3 separate regions of the Mus musculus genome follow, and all the other regions are linked to region 1. A link is a contact called in public Hi-C data. All regions are on one chromosome and are shown on one strand. The core of a region is the stretch at or near the end of the contact, and the rest is flanking DNA. Distances in the headings are between cores, read along the strand shown.

Region 1 (3,105 bases), core at 128-2,627:
AAGGACAGAGGCAAGTAGACCTGGCGATTCTGTAGACATGCTTAACCCTTGAGGGAGCATCCTCAAGTGGAGGCTGGGGAGGACCAGACAGATGGGAGAAGGCATAGGAGGAGGGATGAGCAGTCAGGACAGGAGAGCACAGAGGAGAGGCCAGAACATTGATGCTGTGGGGTCATCCCAAGAGGAAGATACTTCAGGAAACGTGAGGGAAGGGCACACAGGAGGCACAGCCTGCAGCACACAGTTCTTGGTGACACTGTCAGCTGTGTTATCTGAGGAGAGATGGAGATAAATTATGAGGCAGAACTGTCAATGGGAATTGTGTGTTTAAAGTGTTCGTGCTGCACTCTGCTCCATTCCCCAAGTCAGCAATGATTTTATTTCCTCAAAGCCTCTCCTACTTTCTGGATGTTTTCAGTGAACATACTTTACTTTTGCAGTAGAGGAAGTTGTTTTAGGAATCCAAGGTTACACTGATGTGCAATACCCTTGTCAATGTCCCGGATACAATACTCCAAACAGGGCTTCATGAAGAAACGGCTCGCTCTCTATCACACTCCTTCTTTATGTTTTTGTGGTGAAACAAGGAACTGTTGTCAGGGTTAAACCCCTTGCTAACCAAGGCGTCTTTCCTGAATTGTTCCTTGTCATCGAGAAGCACTGTAGATCGTCCTTGAGCTTCCTGCTTGCAGCCAGATCTAGGCCTCCCCTGAAACAGTGCAGTAGACTTGTCTCACCCTTCGTAAGATGGGTGGGATATTTGGCTGAAGGCGCAGTGATAGACTAAGCTGGCTTTTGTTTTGCTTTGGTTTGGTTTTGAGATGGGGTTTAGCTATTCAACTCAGGCTGCTTTCAGAAATGTGAATTGTCTCAGCTTACATCCCACACTCCTGTGCTCTGAATCACACCACCAGTGCCCACCAGTGCCCACCAGTGCCCACCAGTGCCCACCAGTGCAGGCTCTTCCTTCTATTTGGTTTCATATATGTGGAGCCCTGAAGCAGCCCTGGCTACTTTACACTTCTATGAAGCAATATTAAACATCACTGCAGTCTTTAGCTGAGGAATGCCTGGGAGTGGCCATATTTATACAGTAAGAACTCTGGATAGCCCTTCCAACTCTGCCTTACATCTTACTAGCTTGGCAGCTATTCCACAGATCTCTATTGCCAGGAAAGTATTCCACAGCCTCTCCTCTGCCCTCAGTGATGGACTTAAGTCTGTTAGTCTCTGGTGCTGGTTCCTGTCTTCTGCTCTCTGCTGCCTGCGGTAAGGGGTGGGGAGATCTACCCTCACATCTTTCATTCCTCTAACCAGCGGCTGGGAGAGCCTTGCCAGTGTTGTCTTGCATCTTTCTAATAGGGAAGAGTGACCTCTGGTGGCTAAAACCATAAGCCCCAAAGTAACAAAAAAGCTCAGGTCACCTCTGCTTAATGTCCCCTCACTTCAGACTGTGTCAGGCACACATTCCACATCCGTGAATGTCTCTGGCTACATGTTTACCGGCTGTATCTCTTGTTACTACCACACATGCCCTGCATGCATAGTCAGCCTTAACTCCAGACCCCAGGTAGTATTCAGCTGGCACTCCTGTTTAGTGATAAATCCTTAAACCTCAATAACTTAACATGTTTGTTGGTTTGTTTGTTTTACCTGTTGACTAGAGAGCTACACTGTCTGATTCATACTCTAGCTGCAGCCTGTCTGCCCCAGCTGTCTGGCAGGTACCGGGCGGCATCCTCAGCTTGGTTGGTGTGCCATTAATGCAGCCTGGTTGTCTGGCAGTTGTGGGCTCACATCAGTCTTTCAATGTCTAATTTCTTGTGGCTCACTTTTTAAATGAGCGGTGTTAGTAACTTACAAGGAGGCCCAGACTGCTGAAAACAGAGATGAAAATAAATTCAAGTAGCAACAAAGTAAAGGGCAGCATTGCCTGTGGGTTACAGATTATCCTATAGAATGTGTGAATGGCTCATCCTTTTGTGAGAATGAAGGTCAGTGGTATGGGTGGTTTATACTTAATGTTAAAATCATTCTTAGTTTTTCCCTGTGATTAAAAGATTGTCTTATTCAAAAGATGAGAAAAACATCTTTGATTAAAAGCCATGGGGTCTAAGACATTTCTGTGGAAATATATATCCACATTGTTTCCATTTCACAGTCCTAGAGGGGGACTCAGGGCCCACATGCTTACACTTTATTTCTGTTTTAAGAAAGCTCTAGCAGGGTTCAGGAACTGGCTTTTAAAATTTACCTGTCTAGGTAAGATACAGCATTGGGTGTTTTTCACACACAGATTGTCTGTGCAGACTGCAACTCTCATGGAACAGTACTGACCCCATCGCAAAATTCCAGGCTGTCATTGAGAAACAGAAACTCCCATGGTAGCTGCTTGCAATAGAAAAGCATCATTTGAGTGAGAAATATTTCTTTTAAAAGCTAGTGGTGATTCTGAATTTGAATTTTCTCTAAAATTCAGTTCCAGTAGGTAAGTAGCTCTGGAGTTGAGCCTGGAACAAAACCTCAAGAATGCATTTCCTCCTCATGAAGCATGGGTGGTTATCAGGATCAGCTGTGTATTATAAAATACAACCCATAATACCACAAAAAGGTGGTCATCCCAGATGCCAGGACATACTTACTATGTTACTGGACCATTAGCCACTCCTCTGATACCTAAGACATAGTAACTTCCTAAGTGTGTTTTCAGTATTTTAATAGTGTTTTGTAGAAATACAGTATTTCAGTGCCCTTTTGTAACCTAAAGAGAGAGACTGCAGTTTCCAGTGCCGCCAGAAGGGGCGCCAGTCTTCTGCTACTGGAGTTAGAGGCAGTGTGAGACACAGCGCATGGGTGCTGGGAACCAAAGGATTCTCTGAAGAGCAGCAAGTACCCTTAACCATGGAGCCATGTCTCCAGCTCCTACGAGTGTCTGTATTAAGGTTCAGTGCTACAGAAGTGATCTGTAAGGTGCCAGGATGAGAGAGCGGCAGTGTCAGATACATTGCAGAGGCAACAGCAGCTATAGTTATGTACAGGTAATGCAATTTAGAACCTTGTTGTTGCCAGGAAGGATGGTCAGAGGTGTTGTAAACTAAAAGACAG
Region 2 (2,841 bases), core at 7-2,506, 150 kb before region 1:
GTTCCATTTAGCGTGGAACACTCCAGTGTCTTATTCTCTGCACTTCAGCTGGTGCTGGGTTTCCACTTTAATTGCTGCCCACTACACAAAGGAACCTTGATGAGATCTGAGAGCTCACATTTAATCTACGAATAAAGGGCCACAGACTCAGAGGTCACTTTAATACTTTGTCCACTTAGCAGAATAATAGTAGTGGCCTCGTCCCTGGGCCCATGAGCTGCCCAGCCATGGGCTCTTGAGTGAACTGATAGTAACAGGCCTGCACTTATCCCTGTGGAGCAGGGCTTAAATCCACCCAGAAAGTATTTGGTTACTCTCATAACGTCTGTGCCACTTGTGCACCAGTGGGCATAACTTGTCACACCGGTGAACTGTACAGCTCACAGGGTTCTCATCTGGTAAAGCTGTTGGTCCTCAACATCCTTAACCAAGTCTTCCTAGTAATACAGGGCTCCCCATCTTCCATGAAGGCCGTATTGCGTGCTGTCTTTTGGATCACAAAGGCTTCTGCTGGTCCATGTACAAACTTAGACCCTTACCTGGCACTGTTGAAGACAGTGAAGGGTTTAAAAAGGTAGATGTCCTCCAGTCATAAAGGCATGCCCTCCAAGGAATGTGTCCTGCCTGTTTCCTTCTCTCCTTTTCGTGTCTGGGCCACAAAGAGACTGCCTTTTGTTCCAACACAACTGCCAGCCATGCCGAGTTGCCTCCCCACAGGCTCCAAAGGAATGGAGTCAGCCAACATGGATTGCTATCTCCAAACTGTGAGCTAAAATAAGTTTTTTCTCTTGATGAATGGATTGTCTTAGATACTTTATGATAATCATGGATCATTAGTCTATTTTTTAACTTTTCTGAACTTGGGACAAGGGAGGAAATTCAGCTCTGTGACACCTGTCTGCTGCTTGTGACAGACTTCAGCCTCGTGGAACCCTGAGGTGACTGTTCTAACTTCACCTCCAGCTGTGCATCGAGCCTTGTGCAGGGTTTCAGGCACTCTTCCAGAATACCCAGAAGAAGAGAAGAAACAATCTGTTTGAAGTCTTGATCCCATGACAATGACCTGTTATTGTCCTTGTTTGTTAAAAACAGTGTCCTCTGGTGTATAAGGAAAGACATTTTTTGGAAAACGATCTAGAAGACAACCATTTATAAACAACCAAATGCCCAGAAACAAACATCTGAACACCGGCCTCTGTTACTTCATTTGTGAAGACTTTTGGCCAGCAAAAAAAAAAAAAAGCAGATTGTTTCTATAAATAGTTACAGAACCACTGCCAAGATTCTGCTCTTCCAACTGTAACCCCAGAGTTAGCTTCTCTTAGATCCGAGGTCACACCAGATAGTAAACATCTGTGTTAATGGGCAGAGCAGTAAGTCCGCAGGCTAACTGAGGGGCTCACAGGCACCTATGCAGTTTTTTAAGATTGCCTATTGGCAGAAGACAGGATTGTTTTTTCTAGAAGCATCTATGAAAACCAGCCCTCTTCTTTAATAGGAATTCCAAAAGTTATTGTCTACTATAAAATCAAAATCATGTGGGAGTGAAAATCTGTTTTCTTCCAGAAAATTCCTTCCAACTTTAACAATGTACTTGTGCAACCTCAGACTGTAACGGCAGTGTCCTGTGCTGATGTGCCAATAAAATAAATACTCCAGCTAAAGGTCTGTTCTGGAGGCTTGGTAACTGCTGTGACCCAAGTAGGAGTACATAGAAGTAGATACAACTTTTCCCATCAAGAAGAAAACCAATCAATCAATCAATCTCTCTCTCTCTCTCTTCCTCTCTCTCTCTTTCTCTCATACTCTGTCTCTCTCTGTCTGTGTGTGTGTGTGTTTTATACAACCAGGCAACTATAATGATGTCCCTTTATACAGGCATTACCTTGAGGAGGGCATCAACTATAAAGAATGGAAATAAACAAACCCTTTCAGTTGTGGAAGAGAGGATCTATTTTTATCTTGTTTTTTAGGAACAAGGGGTGGGGATGGGGGAGGGATATATGTTACTCCACCTCATTTGTGAGTCTAGGGAAAGTTATTTCCCAAAACTTCCTTTTTTTATTCCCTCACAAATGTGCTAGGTGAAATCAAATCAGCTCTGCTTCTGTCAGTCCGGGCATATAACCAAATGGCAAAGAGAAAAAAAGACTTAGGAAAAGATTCCTGTTAAAATACTGAAGAAGAGGCACAAGTCCCTTCCGCTCGACTCGAGCCCCGGGCTACCTTGCCAGCAGAGTCTTGCCCAACACCCGCAAGGGCCCACACGGGACTCCCCACGGGATCATAAGACCTCTGATGAGTGGAACACAGCACCTGCCCCAATCCAATCGCGCGGAACCTGAGACTGAGGTACATAGGGAAGCAGGCTACCCGGGCCTGATCTGGGGCACAAGTCCCTTCCGCTTGACTTGAGCCCCGGGCTACCTTGCCAGCAGAGTCTTGCCCAACACCCGCAAGGGCGCACACAGGACTCCCCACGGGTTCCTAAGACCTCTGGTGAGTGGAACACAGCGCCTGCCCCAATCCAATCGCTCGGAACCTGAGGCTGTGGTACATAGGGAAGCAGGCTACCTGGGCTTGATCTGGGGCACAAACCCCTTCCACTCGACTCGAGCCCCGGGCTACCTTGCCAGCGGAGTCGCCTGACACCCGCAAGGGCCCACACAGGATTCCACACGAGATCCTAAGACCTCTAGTGAGTGGAACACAACTTCTGCCAGGAGTCTGGTTCGAACACCAGATATCTGGGTACCTGCCCTGCAAGAAGAGAGCTTGCCTGCAGAGAATACTCTGCCCACTGAAACTAAGGAGAGTGCTACCCTCCAGGTCTGCTTATAG
Region 3 (2,919 bases), core at 329-2,828, 210 kb before region 1:
TCCAGACTAGCCTAAAATTTGCTGTGGAGCCCAGGCTAACCTCTAAGATGGCAGAGTCTCTCTGCCTCCGTCTTCTGGGTGCTGAGGTTACAGGATGGATCATGGTTCGAAGCTTCCTGAGATGAGGGCACCCTGCAGGAGCCAATGTTTTTCCAAGGTCATAGCACACAAGCACTTACATCTAAATCTAAGTCCTAACTTCACTGACTCAATAACCACTGTGTCATCTCTGTCCCCGAGAAACAGCACAGAACTACGAGCTGACGTGGGTGACAGAACCATGGAGCTGACGTGGGTGTCAGAACCGTGGGGTATGAAAATCCCAGTCACCATTTCTGGACTCCTCCAATATAATAAATAATCAAAATGGCCATACAAACAATGCTTTCTCCATTCTGGTAGCTCCAAATGAGCCAAGCAGTTTCCCTATTTCCCAGATTGCTGCTCAGAATCTGGGACACCTTGTGACAGGTTCATGCCTTCAGCACCCAGGTCACCCTTTATCATCAGGACCAACCTAGCTCAGGGCAGGCAGATTCCCGCTTGCCTCTTCATGTCCATCCTAACCTTTCCCTTGCTTCCTCTCTCCTACGTGGCTCCTGGGTACTTTCTTGTGCCGGTCTTAACCTGCTGCTGCTTAAGGCCCAAGTAGGGGACACACGATGTCCTCTTTCGGGCTCTACCCTGGACTGCTATTTTAGCTCCACTTAAACAGCGAGGTGCTGCAAAGGCTGTGCCTGCTGAGACATTTATTTGTTGATGATTTATTTTTAACACACACACAAATCATGTTAAAAAATGGGGTGGTTGTGGAAATGGTTATGCTCTGCTCTCTGGCCACTTCAAATCAGCAAATCGAGTAGCAGCTTGGCCTTCTCAAGCCGGCAAATGGCAAAACCTCAGAGCAGATCTAGATCTCAGGATCCTTTTTAATAAGTTATGCTTGAAATTATATCACTTCTCCCCTCCCTGTCCTCCTTCCAAGACTTCCCCTCTCACAGACTCTCTCCCTTGCTCTCTCTCAAATGTATGACCTCGTTTCTTTAATTGTTGTTTTATGAATGCACACACACACACCAACATACATGGAGACAGACGTGTCAGGTTCTCTTTTGCCTCTTACTGTGTGAGCATGTGTGTAAGTGTACATAGGCGAGACTGCATGTGAGTGTGTCGGTACTTCACAGTTCCTGTCATTGTAGGTTTGGGAGCCAAGAAGGGCATCTTGTGGAGTCTAAGATACAGACATGTGAGACAGAAGCAGCAAGGTACTTGTAGGAAATTACGAAGTGTGCTTGAGGATGCCACAGCACACGAAGCCCTGCATGCTAGCTGATTGGCTAACTGACATGAGTTCTGTTACACATACATGCAAATACCTCTGTGAGAGAGTGGCTACAGATGAACTGACAAAGCGCCGTGTTAATTTGACCCAGAGCTTTTACTATCAACCCTGCAAGCAGAGTGAAGATGCCTACGAGGAAGCCGGGGATCCACTGAGCACACTGGCTGGGATCCTACACTAAGGTTGAATAGCACATATTGGGAGGAGTCTGTGCATGCAGTTCCCTTGCCAGGGTTACAGCCTTCCCAGGAAACCGAGCACTGCTTTGTCATGGGCTGGTGAGGCTTTCCTTGAAGCTCTTTCCCAGAGTGCAATGCTCTGCACCACACAGCACCCAGGTTCCACATCAGCAGCCAAGATTCTGCTTCTGTTTTTAGTGGTCTAAGGGTTCTCTTGTGTTCAAAACGAAGTAACTTGTACTCCGTGCTTGCTGGGGAAAGAGCAGCTGGGTTGGAGAAACAACAAATCTCTAGGGGAGTGCTCAAGAGCTGTCATACTGAAACTGAGAGATCATTCAAAGCCAGACCCCAGTCATTCAGTGAGGCGGGATAGATGGACTGCTGTGGAGGAGAGCCGACTTCGGTCCCACATACTGCTGTAACCCGCAACCCGAGAGGACACAGAACAGCATGACTGGCCAGTATACTCAGAGTTCCCTGTATGCTAGCTCTCTTCACACACTCCAAAGAACATCAAAGGCACCTTTCAAGTTCAAAAGAATTAATCAAAACAGCCTCAAGGTTCTTGACCCCATGAAAGGCGCTGCTTTCTTGGCAGCAGCCCAGAGGCCCAAAAGGCAGAGGGCTGTTGAGAATATGCGACCTCCTTAGTCTTGCCCTGATGCTCACAGAGTTTTCTGCACAATGCCACCTCCAGGTAAGGCACCAGCATTGGGAACTGCTTTGCAGTCTATTATCTACCCAGTGCTTACTTCACAACAGGTGCCGTGCAAATGACAATTCACTCAGATTTTCAATTAGTAGTAGTGGTTGGTGGATCATCCACACTACGTGCTTTTATTCTACGTTCTGAAGTTAAAGTCTCACACAAATGAGATAGCAGGGGTCGTGACTATACCCCAAAGAGTTGTGTATAAGGATTGGTACCCAGCCTCTGGAGCTACAGGAGGTCATGGTTTGCTAGGAGAATCGGATCCTGCCCTCTCCCTTTCTCTCTTTACTCCCGGACTACCACAAGGTGAACAAGATTTCTCCTTCCACAATGCATTGCTACCACAAGCTGGATGCCATGGAACAGGCAACCAGAAACTGAGTCAAAACATACCTTTCCTATTTCTAAGTTGATTTATCCCAGATATTTGTTACAGTGTGTAGCACATGAAAAAAAATAAATCAATGTAAATTTTTTATTAAGTAGTATTAGTGTTCATAGGAAAACAAAGTAGTGTAAAGGGAAAAGGGAGAGAGAGGAAGGGAGAGACAGACAGACAGAAAGGCACACAGAGAGAGAGAGGGGGAGGGAGAGGGAGAGGGAGAGGGAGAGGGAGAGGGAGAGGGAGAGGGAGAGGGAGAGAGAGAGAGAGAGAGAGAGAGAGAGAGAAGCGAGTCCCCTCT

What was found. Hi-C and Micro-C count contacts between places; a contact is called where the count stands out from the background.
Region 2: a Hi-C map of uterus shows a contact between it and region 1, with 2.3 times the contacts expected there. The contact joins two enhancer-like sites. A contact is called at or near these places in 3 of 15 datasets of contacts at CTCF or cohesin (embryonic stem cells and stem cell-derived epiblast-like cells), 46 of 484 Hi-C or Micro-C datasets (B cells, the BV-2 cell line, the HL-1 cell line and 18 more) and 6 of 115 datasets of contacts at active chromatin or transcription factors (astrocytes, embryonic stem cells, hepatocytes and 1 more).
Region 3: a contact with region 1 is called in a Hi-C map of uterus, with 4 times the contacts expected there. The contact joins two enhancer-like sites. A contact is called at or near these places in 1 of 484 Hi-C or Micro-C datasets (uterus), 2 of 115 datasets of contacts at active chromatin or transcription factors (T-cell acute lymphoblastic leukemia and astrocytes) and 1 of 9 other capture datasets (adipose tissue).

Annotation. Positions count from the first base shown.
Region 1 is chr6:145,792,089-145,795,193 of GRCm38.p6, forward strand. All of the region lies in intron 1 of Rassf8 (Ras association (RalGDS/AF-6) domain family (N-terminal) member 8), which reads left to right. Among named protein-coding and RNA genes, the nearest start is that of Gm15704, 45 kb to the left of the region's middle. Within about 2 kb of position 1,378, at least 58 of the 459 cell types and tissues checked have an H3K27ac peak or open chromatin away from gene starts, as enhancers often do. A contact at or near this core is called in adipose tissue and uterus, where this site is marked.
Region 2 is chr6:145,639,820-145,642,660 of GRCm38.p6, forward strand. No RefSeq gene overlaps it. Among named protein-coding and RNA genes, the nearest start is that of Tuba3b, 25 kb to the left of the region's middle. Within about 2 kb of position 1,257, at least 16 of the 459 cell types and tissues checked have an H3K27ac peak or open chromatin away from gene starts, as enhancers often do. A contact at or near this core is called in uterus, where this site is marked.
Region 3 is chr6:145,576,938-145,579,856 of GRCm38.p6, forward strand. All of the region lies in intron 1 of Gm38475 (a long non-coding RNA gene), which reads right to left. Among named protein-coding and RNA genes, the nearest start is that of Gm38475, 36 kb to the right of the region's middle. Within about 2 kb of position 1,579, at least 32 of the 459 cell types and tissues checked have an H3K27ac peak or open chromatin away from gene starts, as enhancers often do. A contact at or near this core is called in adipose tissue and uterus, where this site is marked.